2 separate regions of the Mus musculus genome follow, and region 1 is linked to region 2. Evidence: chromatin contacts called from public promoter capture Hi-C data. All regions are on one chromosome and are shown on one strand. Each heading gives the region's core, a stretch centred on a gene start, on an enhancer-like site or on the middle of the called end of the contact. The rest is flanking DNA. Distances are from core to core; before and after follow the strand shown.

What was found. Promoter capture Hi-C pulls out the DNA fragments that hold promoters and counts their contacts.
Region 1: a promoter capture Hi-C map of second pharyngeal arch cranial neural crest shows a contact between it and region 2, with 9 times the contacts expected there. The contact joins the enhancer-like site here to the promoter of Akna in region 2. A contact is called at or near these places in 6 of 39 promoter capture datasets (the 3T3-L1 cell line, cranial neural crest, embryonic stem cells and 3 more), 1 of 15 datasets of contacts at CTCF or cohesin (the NIH/3T3 cell line), 9 of 484 Hi-C or Micro-C datasets (the HL-1 cell line, cerebellum, cerebral cortex and 5 more) and 4 of 115 datasets of contacts at active chromatin or transcription factors (astrocytes, forebrain, large pre-B cells and 1 more).

The regions. Positions count from the first base shown.
Region 1 is chr4:65,584,595-65,592,223 of GRCm38.p6, forward strand. All of the region lies in intron 16 of Astn2 (astrotactin 2), which reads right to left. Among named protein-coding and RNA genes, the nearest start is that of Trim32, 17 kb to the right of the region's middle. Within about 2 kb of position 5,382, at least 7 of the 459 cell types and tissues checked have an H3K27ac peak or open chromatin away from gene starts, as enhancers often do. A contact at or near this core is called in second pharyngeal arch cranial neural crest, where this site is marked.
Region 2 is chr4:63,401,557-63,408,548 of GRCm38.p6, forward strand. Akna (AT-hook transcription factor) reads right to left here and starts at 1,889. Exons shown (of 22, transcript NM_001045514.3): 1 at 1,663-1,889. Gm52742 (a long non-coding RNA gene) reads left to right here. Exons shown (of 3, transcript XR_003955424.1): 3 at 1-570.

The DNA.
Region 1 (7,629 bases), core at 4,132-6,631, 2.2 Mb after region 2:
GACACTCTTATAGAATATCCCATGCCTATATATTATAAACTATGTGGATAGTTGTCTCATAAAGATAATAAATTAGTGGCCACTTAATCACCCAAATTACTGTTATCATCTATTTATTTGTCTAGGTTTTACAAGTTGCAGGATTAAGTCCAGGGCTATCAGTGTTCCAGTTAAGTTGGTGTGTTTGCTTTTAAGGCAGGAAGTCTCCTGATTGTCAGGCTGGCTTTGAACTCATTATCCTCTTCCTTTGATTTTCAAGTGTTGGAATTGGCACTCTTGTGCCACCACTTCTTGGCTAAGTGTCGTGAATATTAAAACATAAAAGTCATCTCCCAAATGACACATTGTTATACACATGTAGCTAAATGTTATAAAATGCTACTTAATGTCAAAGGTTTCTTTAAAAATCCCCTGATCAAACAAACCTACCTATGCATCCTGTTAAAGATACTATCCATTTACTAATCAAATAATCAATAGAACTACTCTCCTTTGATCAATAAATCCTTAGGTTTTTCCATTCATCATCCTCTGTAAGTGGTTTTAAAAGGTAACAATTCAGGCTAAAAACAGCAAGACAGCGGCAGTGTAGAAGTAACAGATGACCCTAAGGCCTGGCTTTGCAAAAGGAGGGTGATTTAGAAATCATTTGATCCAACATTTTTTTTTTTTGAGCGGACAGGGAAATGGAAAACAGACTAAGAAACGGGATCACCTTTAGGTCCCATCTATAATTTTTAAGAATGATTTTTTTTCTCAAAGGTTGTGTCATGTCTAAGTTATGATCTAGATGAGAGTTACAGCAGGGAAGAACATTAGCTATTCCATTAATTATTCCTCTGTAGACATTACAACTGTGAAAGCTAAGTTTCTGATCCAACCCCACCCTGTGGCTAAAGTCATCTTTCCAAAAGGCAAACCATGTAGCTGTTTCCTGCTTTAAGCTCCTCCGTGATAATTCCCTACTCTTAAGATAGAAATCAAAACTATTCAGCCATGTATATAATATGAGGTCTAGACAAGCCGCTGCCTCTCTAGACTAATCTTACAGTGCCCCAACTCATTTTCCTCTTATCTGCTGCCATGACCTTTAAGTTCCTTGCATACACCCTATGTCTTTCTCTCAGTTCAGGCACACACTTAGTCTCCCTACAAAATGCTTCCCTTCCATCTCCTCCCGGGTGACTTCTATTCATGACCCACATCTTAGTTCAAATGTTAATTCCTCAGAAAAATCTCCCCAAACTTCCTATACCTTTAATGTATATTAAGGTTTCTTTTTACAGATTCGTATTGCACCCTGACTTCTGTAACCTCTGTCTCAAAAATGTAAAGTCCAGGAATGAAAATACAGGATCAATTTTTGCTGATGTTCCAGATCCACCTCACATAGTTCATGATCCATGATAAGATTTTAAGCACACTCCCTCCTACCCTCTGCCTCCAGGTCTAGGGATTAATCTAAAGGTCCTTCCTCATGGTAAGCAAGTACTCTGCCACTGAACTATATACCCCAAGCACTCTTTGTTTGATTGATTATATGTTTGTTTGTTTGTTTGTTTGTTTGTTTTTGAGACAGGGTTTCTCTGTATAACCCTGGTTGTCCTGGAATTCACTCCGTAGACCAGGCCCATCTTGCACTCAGAGAGCTAACTTCCTCTGCCCCCTAAGTGGTAGGATTAAAGGCGTGCACAACTGCCACCACCATATATGCCACCACCACCACCGCCACTGGGCTTTTCTTTTTCCTTTTAATTTGTGTTTTGAGCTTGAGTCTCACAAGTTACACAAGTTTGCCTCGAACTTACTTTGTAATCCAGAAAGGCCTGAATATTCCAATCCTGCCATTTTAGACCTTTAAATACTTGGGATTAAGGTTCTTTACCATTAGGCCTGGCTTCAAAAGTATTTTCAATAAATGTTTGTTGCATACCTAGTATGCCTGTATGCCCAAGCCACTGGCTAGATTTTCAGAGCAGCAATGAATGCAAGAGTGAGGACTTGGAGTCAGAAGCATGAGAAGTAATTAAGAATTCAGTAGAGATATGATCTCTTCCCAAAGAACGATTCCCCTTTTCTAAGGAAAGTGAGCAGGTAAAGCATGATTAACTTTCTATGTGTTCTGACCTCCTCTAGCTTTGCATGTGGGCCTCTGCATGGCAAGGATAGGAGAGCTGAGGAAAAACAGGCTGTCTATCTTTAACGGGAAAAAGATAAAGAGCATTTTTGAAGAGACTTATCCTCTGTTCACATTTCCCATCCCTCTGAATAATGCTTCCAAAATAGGATCATGTCTGGTTTCAAGCCCGGTTCAGTTCCAATGACACTACAACCCATTCATTTGAGAACCTGCCAAATGAACTCTCTTTTTTCTCCTCCCAAATTCCTGCTGGGTATTATTTTGTTGCCACCAAAAGAAAAAAAAAAAAAAAAAAAAAAAAAGCTTTAGTTGAAATGACAACTCCTTGTTGGGAGAGCAGCCAGAGCTTTTCGGCAGGAGGTGATGGCACCATTTGCCCTTATCCAGAAAACAAAACAAAGGCATCAGACTGAGGACTTCTGGGAGAGCCAGGGCTGCGCGGGTGTTTGTTCAGGACTAGGCAATGGTGCAGGACTTCCTAGTCAGACAAGCTTTGCTTTGGCAATGGGCTCTTACTTGAGGCATTTAAAGGCTCCGTGGGGATGACGGGGGCTCAAATTAGAAACATGAAAAGAGGAGGAAAAAGGGTGAGACTTTTACATCATAAAGAGTGGCCTTTCTTACAACAGTGGCCTTGCTTACAGCAGTGGCCTCCCAGGAATTGCTGAAATGGAATCATCTCTTAGGAGGCGTTATTGTGTCCTGTTGGAGAGAAGCAGTTTAATCCAAGGCCCACACCACACAGAAATCTGAAACAAAGGAAAAATACTCATCTGAAATGTGGCCATTGGAGTCTAGTCTGCTTCATGGTTCATTGTGAACGTTTCAGCCTAACTCAGCCCATGGTCCTCAGCGTGTCCTTGATATGTGACAGTATAAACTAAAAGTCCATGTGAGGATTAAATGAGGTACCTGGCACAGGCTACTCCCTCAGTCAATATGAGCTGCTCTTGTTTGCTGCTGCTGCTGCGCTTGCTATAATTATATTGTTGCTGTTGTAACCGGATGTTAACATTGAAATTTCTATTGATACAGCAAGACGTAACCGAAGGGAGATCCCAACATCAAGCCCATAGACACAGAACTTAAAAATGAATTCTAATTAGGTTTATAACTCTGAAAATCCCAGAAAGCATAAAGGAAGATTTTCATTGAGAGAACTATTAACTATTACCATGTTTGGAGTCTCTAGCATCTTAGGACAGACATACAAGTCCTATGACTTCTACCCCAACATTCTGTGAAGGATCTCTTGGAGTGCTACTTAGAGAATTTGGTACCTGTTGTCAGAAAGTGGGAAGAACAGTAGGCCAGGCTTTACCTTTGCCTGCAGCAATGCTAATGGCCTGTGTTAGAAGAGCAGAAAGGGATTGGCAGAGACACCCAGAGGATTCAGGGATCCTGAAACACTGCTTGTGTTTTCCATGGACAAAAGGAAAGGACAGCATCCAAGCTTTTTGAATCTTCCCTAAGAGCCTCTAAAATGAAACAACCAACCAGAAAACCAGTAACAAAGGTGGATCTGCATCAACCAGCCAAAGAGAAATCACAATGTCCCTAGTCTGAAGAGAAATCTTTAACACTGGGCATCACAGCAGAGACACTTACCCATGACAAAGGGGCTCCTTAAAAAAAAAAAAAAAAAAACTGTTGGAACTGGAAAGGGCAGAGTCAAACAAAGTCTGACCATCGCCGTCCTTAGTTTTCTCTTCTGTTTTGATCATGGAGGTAGAAGAGTAAGAGGTTAGAATTCCAGTGAAGGTCAGCGGTGCCCACTCTCAAGGCCACCACTGAGAGGGGCAAGGGCATTTGACTTGTCAGGTTATATATAGCAGATAGACTGTATAGCTGTACTTGAAAGCATGTTAGCAGTGCAAAATGATAGCCAAGTAGATGTGATCTTAAGTGATTTGTGACTGACCACATTAAATACTTTAAAAGAAGTATGGAAACCAGTACACACACACACACACTCACACACACACACACACACACACACACACACACACACACATGCACGCACGCATGCACGCGCACACACTCACATTTACCGACTTCTTTCAGTTTCTACTGTCAATGGAAATCCTAATTGTGACAGTACTTGCCACATTTGTAACTTATCTGCCATGCCAACATGGACAGCCATCCAAACTGTGGCAATTCTCAACCTAAGCGTCAGACTTAAACTAAGAGGATATGCTATTTGAATGCCTAGCAATATCCAAGCCTGCCCCCTGCTTAATATGCTAAAGCTATCGAACTAGCTAGGTAAAACTCCATCCCGGAGACTGTAGGGCATTATGGAGTGGGTTTTCATAAAATGTGTATCTGTGCTTTGTGCCATGTGTATGCACAATTGGGAAACAGAAATAGAAACAGCATGGTAGAGCCCCTGAAAAAGAAGACCTACTTTGTAGGTTTACAAGGTAGACACACAAATGATCCTCTCCTCGAAGCCATCTTGGCAGCGTCTCAGTGTAGGCACAGGCAGTAGGGCAGCTACAACAGAATGGCTTTTCTGAATTTGAATTCAGCTCCCGTTTTCTAGTTTGGAAACTTTGATCAGTTATTTACCTCTCTAATATGCTATTTTCTCAGCTTTGAAATGTTAATAATAATAGTTCTTATGCTTTATTATTATTATCTAGAGGGTTCACAGAAGAGTATCCATGACAAGTGTGTCAAAGGTGTCATCAAATCCATTCCCTTTGACTCTTCTTGGCTTCCATCCAGCATTTCTCATTTCTGAAGCAAATATGAATCACTAAGTCTCTTCTTGACACCTGCTTGGTGCTATAACAATAAGGAACTTCTCTGAAACTGCTTTCTTTCTGCCCATTGAGGAGATCAGGCATGGACTGAGCACAATTCTACACCTACTGAATCCAACTACTTCAAATAAAATTACTGGCAAGTCATTTCACTTCCCCAATGTTAGTAAAACGCAGACTCTAATTTCTCATCCAAGTGTTCTGAAAATCAAATGAGAGACGCTCATACCTATGACTGCCTATGATCCCATCATGCAAAAACAGCACTTGTTGCTGTCTTTTATAGGCTTAGAGTAATCAAGCATAACCTAGAAGAAGGCACCTGTCTTCCAGAGAAAGAAGTTTTCTTCTGAGGAAGGTCAAACTCTCTGTGGGCACTGCCCAGCAGCTAACTGCTGGCTAATGTTTTGGCCAGAGGCAGGAACCAGTCAACATCTGCTCCTAATATTCATTTCTGCCACTTGAGACAAGGTAAGGGTGCAACTAGTCAAAGGCTGAGAGCTACATCATGTGTGAGCTCCTGCTGCCCTCTAGTGTCTACTTAAGATGTTTGCTCCCAGGATGCTTTTTCCCAGAAAAAAACTGTGGTTACAGAGTGCAGCTTGCTGGGCACTAAAGAGGAGCAGAGAAAAAGAGAGAGAGAGAGAGAGAGAGAGAGAGAGAGAGAGAGAGAGAGAGAGAGAGAGAGAGAGAGAGAGAGAGAGAGAGAGAGAGATCTTTGGCTCAAGGGAGCGTGAGTAAAAATTACTGCAACAATAACAGTTCAAAATAGCATTTCCTTAGAGACCCATACAGTACCACATTTGGAGATATACAACCATAGGGTAAGAAAAAAGTAACAGTCTGCTCCATCACTTATAGTTTTCAAGCTAGGCATCTGTGAATATATGCTGAGAAGGAAAACACAGGGGATAAGACTAGATTAGGGATTCCGAATGGATTAAATATAAGAAGGAAAGAAACTCTCAGATAGCAGGGCAGACGATGTGCTAAAAAGCTGTTTTCAGATTACTCAGAGCTAAGGCAGTTGATCAGGGCTTTCATTCTCTACTGCCAGACTACTATCCATGAAATTGAATTCAAGTAGAAGAGCACCTTTGTCTACTCAGTATAAAAGGTGGCTTACATCAGTGACAAGGAAAACTACACAGTATCCCAGGACAGTGCTGATGCCAGTGGGGGTTAAAAGTAAACTTAGGAGACATCCACAGACCTTCCAGCTGCTATAACACAGTGATGATGAGGAAAGACTCCCGGAGACCTGCCCTCCCCCACATAGCACGAGTAGGCCATAGACACAAAGAGGCTTACCTATCACCATGGCATATGGTGTGGGAGAGGAAAGGCATCAATAGACCTTCCTGCTACCATGCCACATGGGTGGGCTATAGATAACTAGAGGCCTGCTTGCCAACACACCAATTGGCATAAACAGAGGGGTTAATCCAGAGGTCTACTAGCCATGTGGCTGCCTGCAGCTGGAGCCACCTGCAATGTGCAAGATTGACAGATGGGAGAGAAAGAGAAGCAGGACAGTATAAGCATTATGAAGAGAGATGGGACTGGAGAGGTGACAGAGAGGAGGAATAGCTGGTTGTGAGTAGCCAGCCCTGCTGCCTGGGGCCACGATGAAGTCTCACCACTGGATGCTGTTGCCACTGAGATTCATAATTATACAGCAGCAGGGGATGTTGTTGCTGTCAGTGGTTCATGTTACCACTAGAAACTTGGTTGGGAATAACCCTGGTCTGGGATCATGTGGCTATCCAGAGGCTATGCAGAACTGAGCCTGCCACTCACTGGTTGTGGCACTCTGGAGAGCTGGCCCCACTTCTCACAGGAGGCAGCACTTGAGAGAATAGACCTGTGCCTTGCCTGGGCAGTACAATGGAGCTTTCTCTAGTGGCAAAGACAAGGGTGAGCCAGCCCCAAAGGCATAGGTATTGGAGAGATGACCCTACACACACACACACACACACACACACACACACACACACATATGCCCTGATGTGGGTGCAGGGGGATGCTCTCCACCCCCTTGCCTCTCACCGCCTACACCTAAGGCAGTCAGGAGAGTTGAGCCCAGGGTCCTAAGAGTGGGTGAGCTGGCGCTACTCCTTGCAGTAGAAGCACTCAGGATAGCGGGCCCTGCACCTCCCGTGAGGAGCACAGGAGAAATGGTCCTGGTGACATAGCTCTGTGGACATGAGCACAGAAGGGCCGGCCTCATCACTTGTCTGCCATGAGGTGAAGTGGGTAGTATGGGGGTGATGTCCCTTCTTCCCACTCCACCTGTGATAGTGGGAGAACGGGCCCCAAATCCAGGAGAGCAGTAGAGCTGGCCCTGTCCCTCATCTCGCAGCTGCAGCACTTAGGAGAGTAGGCCCTTCACCTTGCCTATGCACACATTGGAGCTGGCTGTGGAGGTGAGCTTGTGAGTAAGCCAGCCCAGAGGGCATGAGAGCAGGAGGGCTGACCCTGCCTCCTGCCAATGGCAGCACTGGGTGACCTTAGCAGAAGCAGTGCTGGAGAGCACATCCTGGTATGCACATAAGGGGGAGCTGCAGAGGTGATCAGCTCAGCTACTACCCAGGCTCAGATTCAGGGCTTTGGGTTTGCACATCCCAAAATCTACATCATCTGTGAACTGTGGAGGTATGAGAACATGAGAACGGGCTGGCCCTGCTGATCTAAAGATGCAAGACCTCCATGACACGG
Region 2 (6,992 bases), core at 639-3,138:
ACTCGAGGCATGTGGCTGGCTGACTGCTCCTCTCTGTAAAGGGGAATGGTGGTCACCTAGGCCTGTTCCTGCTGCACCCATCCCTCTGTCTGGTGAGCACCCTGACCCTCAGAGACGCACCAAATGAACTTGGAGGTTCTCAGCCCCTAGGATACAGAAACACACATGCTTGCCAAGATCCCACCCTCCGTGGAGGACGCAATCCAGAAAAACCACTGAAGAAGGAAGTTTGGTGACAGCTTTAACAGACCAAGCACATCTAGGGGAGAAAGAGGAAGGGGAATCGGGACAGAGGAACAGCACAGACAAAAACACAGAGGTCTGAAAATACAAGCTGAACTTCAAGGATGGCTCAGGGCCTGGCCCCTGAGTGCCACAGGCAGGCAGGGAAGTCTGGACAGCCGTCAGGGTAGCAGTGGAAGCTGGGGATTCGAATTATGATGTCCTGACCCAGGAGGGCCAGCCCCTCTATAACTAGGTCCTGCTAATGGTTGGGCCATTGAGCTAAAGGTCCCCACCTGCCCCCAGAGAAACTGCACCCCACCCTCCCCAAAAAAACACCAAACACTGCTTTCTCTATGTCCTTGCTTCTTATCACCTAACACCTGTACAGAACTGATCTCCATGTTGTCACACCCTCCAGGGATTCTATTTAGCAACTAGCTAGGCAATGCCCTGTTCCCCACACACTGCTTCATACAGCTCTCTCTCTCTCGAGCGCGCGCGTGCGTGCGTGCATGTGTGTGTGTGTGTGTGTGTGTGTGTGTGTGTGTGTGTGTGTGTGTGCGTGCGTGTGCGTGTGTGTCCAGGATGATCCTCCCCCACTGAAGCTTCAACCTTCAGCAGCCCTGGCATTCAGAATCTCCATGCTACCCAGCTAGAGAGAGCCAGGACATCCCCACCTTAACCTCATCCCGATGAGGAAACAGAGGCACCCACCTAATGAGAACAACCAGGAAGTTTAGAACACTGTGACTATTAAACCAAGGCCAGGAGATGTATAGGAGGCAGGAGGATGGCAGGGGAAAGACCTCCTTACCAAGCTGCTGGACCCTTTTGAAGGGCTGGGCTGTGGGGCTCCAAAGCAAGTTTGGATCCGTGGCAGGGCATAGACCTGTTCACAGGAGTGGCCTTTGGCCTGCGGCAAGTGGAGATACCCATGACGGATGTCCCCGGACTGTCCCTTGGCTCACCCAAAGAGCCTGGGAGGAACTAACAAGGGGCCAGGCTATTACTGACTCTCATCTTGTCCTACTGTAGCTCTAAGCTGGCTTCCTGGCCCCCACTTTGTCCCTGCCCTTATTTGGGTAGGAGGGTGTCATCTCCTGGCCTGTTCCTCACTTCCGAACATCTCGAGACCCTCAGTAACCCAAGCACTAACTGGCCTTGAGATGAGCCCACCCCGGGGGACAGAGAGGGACCAACACGGGTCCAAGTTCACCAAGGGAACCAAATTGGATCTGGAACTGGAAACTAGCATCTTGGGGTCCACTCTTTCGTGGGGGCCGGACTCCCAGAACTGGACAGGAGTGGCAGCAGCTGCGTAGCTGTGATTTCCTGGCTGGGCTGGGCTGCCTGCCAGGGTTGTCCAGAGTCTATGACTGGCCCATCCAGAGGGAAGGCGGCCTTCCCTCTGGCCCTCCTCCTGGCTCAGCTCCTTACCTCACTAGTACTACACCACCATCCTGCCGGCCTGGGCTCAGGGGAGCTGCCCACAAGGTCTTTGTTTCAAACCTGGGGAGCCCCCTGCCTCCACAGCAGCCTGGAACGCCTCCAGACTGCTCTGCCAGCCAGAACGGCCTCAGCTCACAGACAAGCATCCCTCCCCACTTCTCCCCGCCCCTGCAGCTGAGGCCTTGCCTTGCCTCCTCCTCCTTGCAGGAAGCGCCCAGCCTGATTTCCTACAAGTGTTTGTGAAAAGGAGGGGGGGTTACTCTGCGGAGCTGGCGCCAAGAGCTTAACCCTTTGCTGGGCAAGTGTGGGGCTGCATTGATGGGAAGAGAACTTCTGAGGCCTTGAGTTTGAGACCACCTCAGTTGCAACCACAACCGTGCTTGTACGAGCAGGAAGTCCAGAGAAGGCTTGGCTAAAGTCACATTGCATGCCGGTCCCAGGAAGAGGAGCCTGCAGTTCCTCCACTCCCACCCCAAAATTGGTCTCTTCCATCACCGAAGACTTTATCAAAGCCTCTCCCACTGTGTAGGTCTCATTGCCCATCCTCACAGGAGGGAAAGGGGAACCTCAGCCTTGGCGCTTGCTCCTGTCTGTCCAGCTTTAACTTCGTCTACTAACACAAGTCTCATCATCTCAGGGCAGACTTAGGGATTTCTGCCCTTCCACTTACTGTCCATGCCTAGAGATAAGATGAGCCTGCACTGGAATTGTCTAGGTAAGAAGGAAGAACTAGAGGATCAGGTGAACATCTCCTCTTGTAGCTTCTCCCTCAGAGGCCCCAGAGATGAAGGAACAGAATTATCTTCATGGCCAACCTGTGGCTCCTCAGGTCCCTTCACCTCTGTGAGAGGTGTAGCCATCTGAAGAAGCAGGGTGGGACACAGACACATCACACCTGGCCCTTCACTCTATAGTGAAGTGTGTAAGATGTCAGGTGTGCCTGAGGCAGAGTATGAGACAGGCTGGTGACCAACGTCTCCTGCTGCTTTGGTATCTCTGAGGCTGAGGACTCGCAGATCCTAGGGAAACACCCGAGGTTTCAGGTCTCAGATGCTGGACCTGCCCTGGCTGAAGACAGGGGCCTGAGAGTAACAAGCTGAGTGGGGGTGAGGCAGGACTATCAGGAAGGTCTGGGTGGGGAGGCCACAGTCACACAAGCGGCCGGAAGGACAGAGAGGCAGAAGCAAGCCGCAAGCATGACTGATGAGAATGTTCTAGAAAGGCAGCTGCAGAGACCTGAGAGAAGCAGGAGGCCCTTGAAGACAACAGGATATGATGTGAGAGGACTCAGGGGCCGGGGCAGGAGGTACAGAATCTGACCTTCAGGATCCAGGCTGACGGGGCAGGCAGGAGGAGGCAGGAGCCAGGTAGAAGGAAGATGCTGCAGGAGCCCTAAGTCCGCTCCTGGCTCTCTACTCTGCCCCTGCTGACCCAGAGAGTCAGGAAACAGAAGAGACATGAGGTCAACCCTCTGCCATCCAGAAAGCCCTGGGGGGGGAGGGGGGACCTCAAGGGAGCAGCCAGGCTGGGGACCACCCAAGAGTGATGGAGAGAATCTTAGAGTCCATAGGCCAGGGAGTTCAATGCCAGCATGCCAGCCTCACCTCCTGCTGGCACTGTGACCTCAGTGGCTAGAGCCATGGTTTTCCTTTCTGTGGAACAGGGCTAACCAGAGTGGCCACTGCCCTGGAGAGGCTGCTGTCAATTCCATGACAGACGGCCTGCCCAGTGTGCAGTAAGGGACCTTAGGACCTATGTCATCACCATAGTTTCTGCCCCCGGGTCTCCTTAGGTGGGAGAGTCTGGTCTCCTCCAAGGGCTTGTGACTGATGGGTGAATGGAATGAATGAATGCTCTTGAGGGCCAGCTGCCAGGATCTGGCTAAGTCTGAGCTAGCACCAAGCACTTTCAACCGAGTAACCTCTCAACTCCTATCTCCCAGGCCCTGCCTTGTACACACATCTGGGGGCTGGGGCTCCCTTTGCAGTCCCCCGGCGACTATGGAACAGAGCCAAATCTTATCAAGACCCTGTCTACTGCTCTGGCGACCATGTGGCCCATTGTGTGGGTGGCAGGCTCCCCTGACATCCTGTCACTCACCCGCTCACCCTCCCTGATCATTAACCCATCAACACCAGGTGGCTGCCGCAGCTGGCACACCCTCAGCCTTGTTGAAAGACAGCAGCCAGTATTTACTGTCCTTCACCCCGACACTGGGCCTTTTCCTCCCCCAGCCCCCTTATCCTTCCCCTTGCCCACATGGTATTCCTTTCTGGAATACTATCCCTCAAGTTTACCCATCCAAAGCTACAGACAAACTGAGCCTGGGCACAGTAGCTTTCTCCCAGCTCCTGTCCCCAGCCGGGCCCATCCTTTATTTGGGGTCTCAAGCCAAACTGGGTGGTCCACCTGGCCACTCCCTTCATCATTTAATTCCTCTACCATTGAGTCCCGTTTGCTGAATTTCCTAAACCTCACCAAACTCTAGCCCTGTCTGTCCTCACATATCTTTCATAATCTTTCTGCTCTGGAGAAAACACCCCAGCCCACAACAGCCTCATGGGATTTTCTCAAACAGCTTTCAAACCCAGCCGGACACAGGTTTGCCACTTGGGGTGCTCTGGACCCAGCACTAGGACAAACAGAGGCTGCAGCCTGGCCCTGCTCCACCCTCCCTCACTTCTCCCATTGCTTCCTCATCCTTTGCCTCAGATACAGTGTTTTCCCACGGCTCAGAAGAGGAAACTGAGGCACAGAAGGGAGATGGTAGTTCTCAACCACCCAGACAAGAAAACAAAAGGAAGGCCCTGTACCCTGACCACCAGAAGGGATCTGGAGTGCAGAAAGTCGTCTGCTGATTGCCCCAATCTTGGGTCCAGAAACACTGCTAGACCTGCCCTCCCTTGGTTCTTCTGGAGGCCAGAGGTACAGCAGAGAGCCATGAGCAGCCCAGCCATCTTGGGAGACCAGAGTGAGACACCATAGGAGTGGGGCTGTCGTTTCATCATGACCCTCCTGAGTCCTGGCTCTCCTTTCCTGCCCAGGAGGCTAACCTTCCAGGTCAAAGTTCATAGTGCATCTGGGCAGCGGCAGGTGTCACAGAGAACCAAGAAGAGTGAGTGATGGAAGCCTGGTTGGTCTGACTCCCAGGTCACCTGGAACCAGAGGTCCACTGAGCCTCCCAGATTCCATTCCACTTGCCCACCCAGGAAGCCTCACTGTACTGATGGGGGTGGCCAGAGATCTCCAGGGCCCTTGGATGCTGAGTGACCTTGGCAAGATCCTTGCTGATAAAGACTCTCCTGGTCTCGGTTACTCATGTGTAAGATGGGGCAATGTTGACTTTACAAGACTCATAGGATGAGTTAAGAGGGACGGTGGCATCCTCAGGTGTTGGCCCAGTGCCTTAGCTGGCACAGAGCACCTGCCTGGGAGCGATGACTTTCACCTCAGTGATGTGGCCAGAGAGTGTGCTGCCTGCAGGACTCAGTAACTTCCCTAACATCCAACATCAGCCAAAGCTCTAATTTCAGATCCCCCACACAAAGGGGAGCAAGCGCTCCCAAGTGTGAAGGGTACTATTGCCAGGTGGCTCCCAGATCAGTTCTGGGACAGGAGACCCAGCTAAGAAACATGTGTTCATCCTTAGCTATTGGGGCGGGGGGGGGGGGAGGGAATAGGCCATCCTTAGCTAATAAAGATATGGGTTATAAGGAGGGTGTGTTCAACCACATAGATGGAAATATCTCTCTCTCTCTCTCTCTCTCCCTCCCCCTCCCCCTCTCTCTCTCTCTCCCGTCCTCTCTCAAGCTTTTATCAAAGTAAAATTTTGAAAGTTCATGGTGCCAAGAATGTATTGCTAGCACCGAGGCCTTACTGAGCCCCTGCTCTGCGTCAAACACCTTGTAAAAGCTCTTCTAGAATTAGTTCTCATCACCCAACTTCCATGCCAACCCAAGGAGGCGGGAATTCCTTCTCCCGCTTTAGGAGTTAGGAAGCTGAACCAGAATGTCTAATCACAATTATGTTGTCACTGAATTATACAGTGAAGAGGTTGGAAACAACGTCAGTGTCCAACCACTGCTAAAACAGATTGTATAGGTGGTGGGGTGCACACCTATAAACCCAGCACTCAGGAGGTAGAGAGAGGCAGGTTGATGTCTGTAAGTTCGAGGCCAGCCTGGTCTACAGAGTGAGTTCCAGGACAGCCAGGGCTACACAGAGAAACCCTGTCATGAAATAAAATTATATTTGTTCTCAAAGGGATAGGTTTTAACTATTCAGAGAAGAACACAGAATGGTGTTTACAATTGTAATATGTAAGCTGAGGGTATAGCTCAGTACGGTGAACACGAGGCCCGGGGGTTTCATCCCCACTGCCACAGATACACAGATACACACACAGAGAGACATATACACAGAGACTGACACATAGATACACACACATGCAGAGAGAGACACACAGACACACACAGATATACATACAGATATACACAGAGACAGACAGACACACAGATATACAAAGAAAGAAAGAAAGAAAGAAAGAAAGAAAGAAAGAGAGAGAGACAGAATGACACAGACACACACATAGACACAGACACAGACACACACACACACACACACACACACACACACACGCACCCTTGCATAGCAACACTCAGGCACACCCGGCTTCAGTTTCCCCTTCTCAGAGTTGATGGAGTGGCTGGGCCGTGAGTGTCAGCAGCTCCGACCCTCTGTGACACCCAACAGCTCCTGCACCTTCTTTTTGCTTGCCTGATGCCCTGGGCTGTTCCTGGATCGATCGTCTGGCTACAACATTTGAAAACAACACAATGAAGAGGAGGCTCCTAGCTCCCAGCCTTGGCAACTCAGCCTGGCTCCTCAGAAGCAAACCAACATTTAACAGACAAGGAAAGACTCAGAGAGGTCACACACCTTGCCCAAAACCACACAGCATATTAAAGACATTCATAAATATAGTGTATCCCTACCAGATGAGGCCCTTACTTGTGGAACGGGGGATGAGGGGTAGGTAGGGGCTCCTAGATTTTGCATCCCCTTCCCTCAAGTTCTTGGTCCTTGGCTGTAGTCCCAGGACCCCAAGCCGACTGACAGCTGGGCATGCTAGCTGGCTTTGATCCCAGCTCCTTTCCGGAATAGGCTCTGGGATGCTGGGTGCTGGCGAGGGTCTAAGATGGGTGGGGAGGTCCTGGCAGGAGGGTCTGGCTTAGCAGTCCAGCTGGTTTGGCTGACACTTGGCAGTGGGGACCAGAGCCAAGATGGGGCTATAGGCCGGATGGAGGAGAGACCAGAGG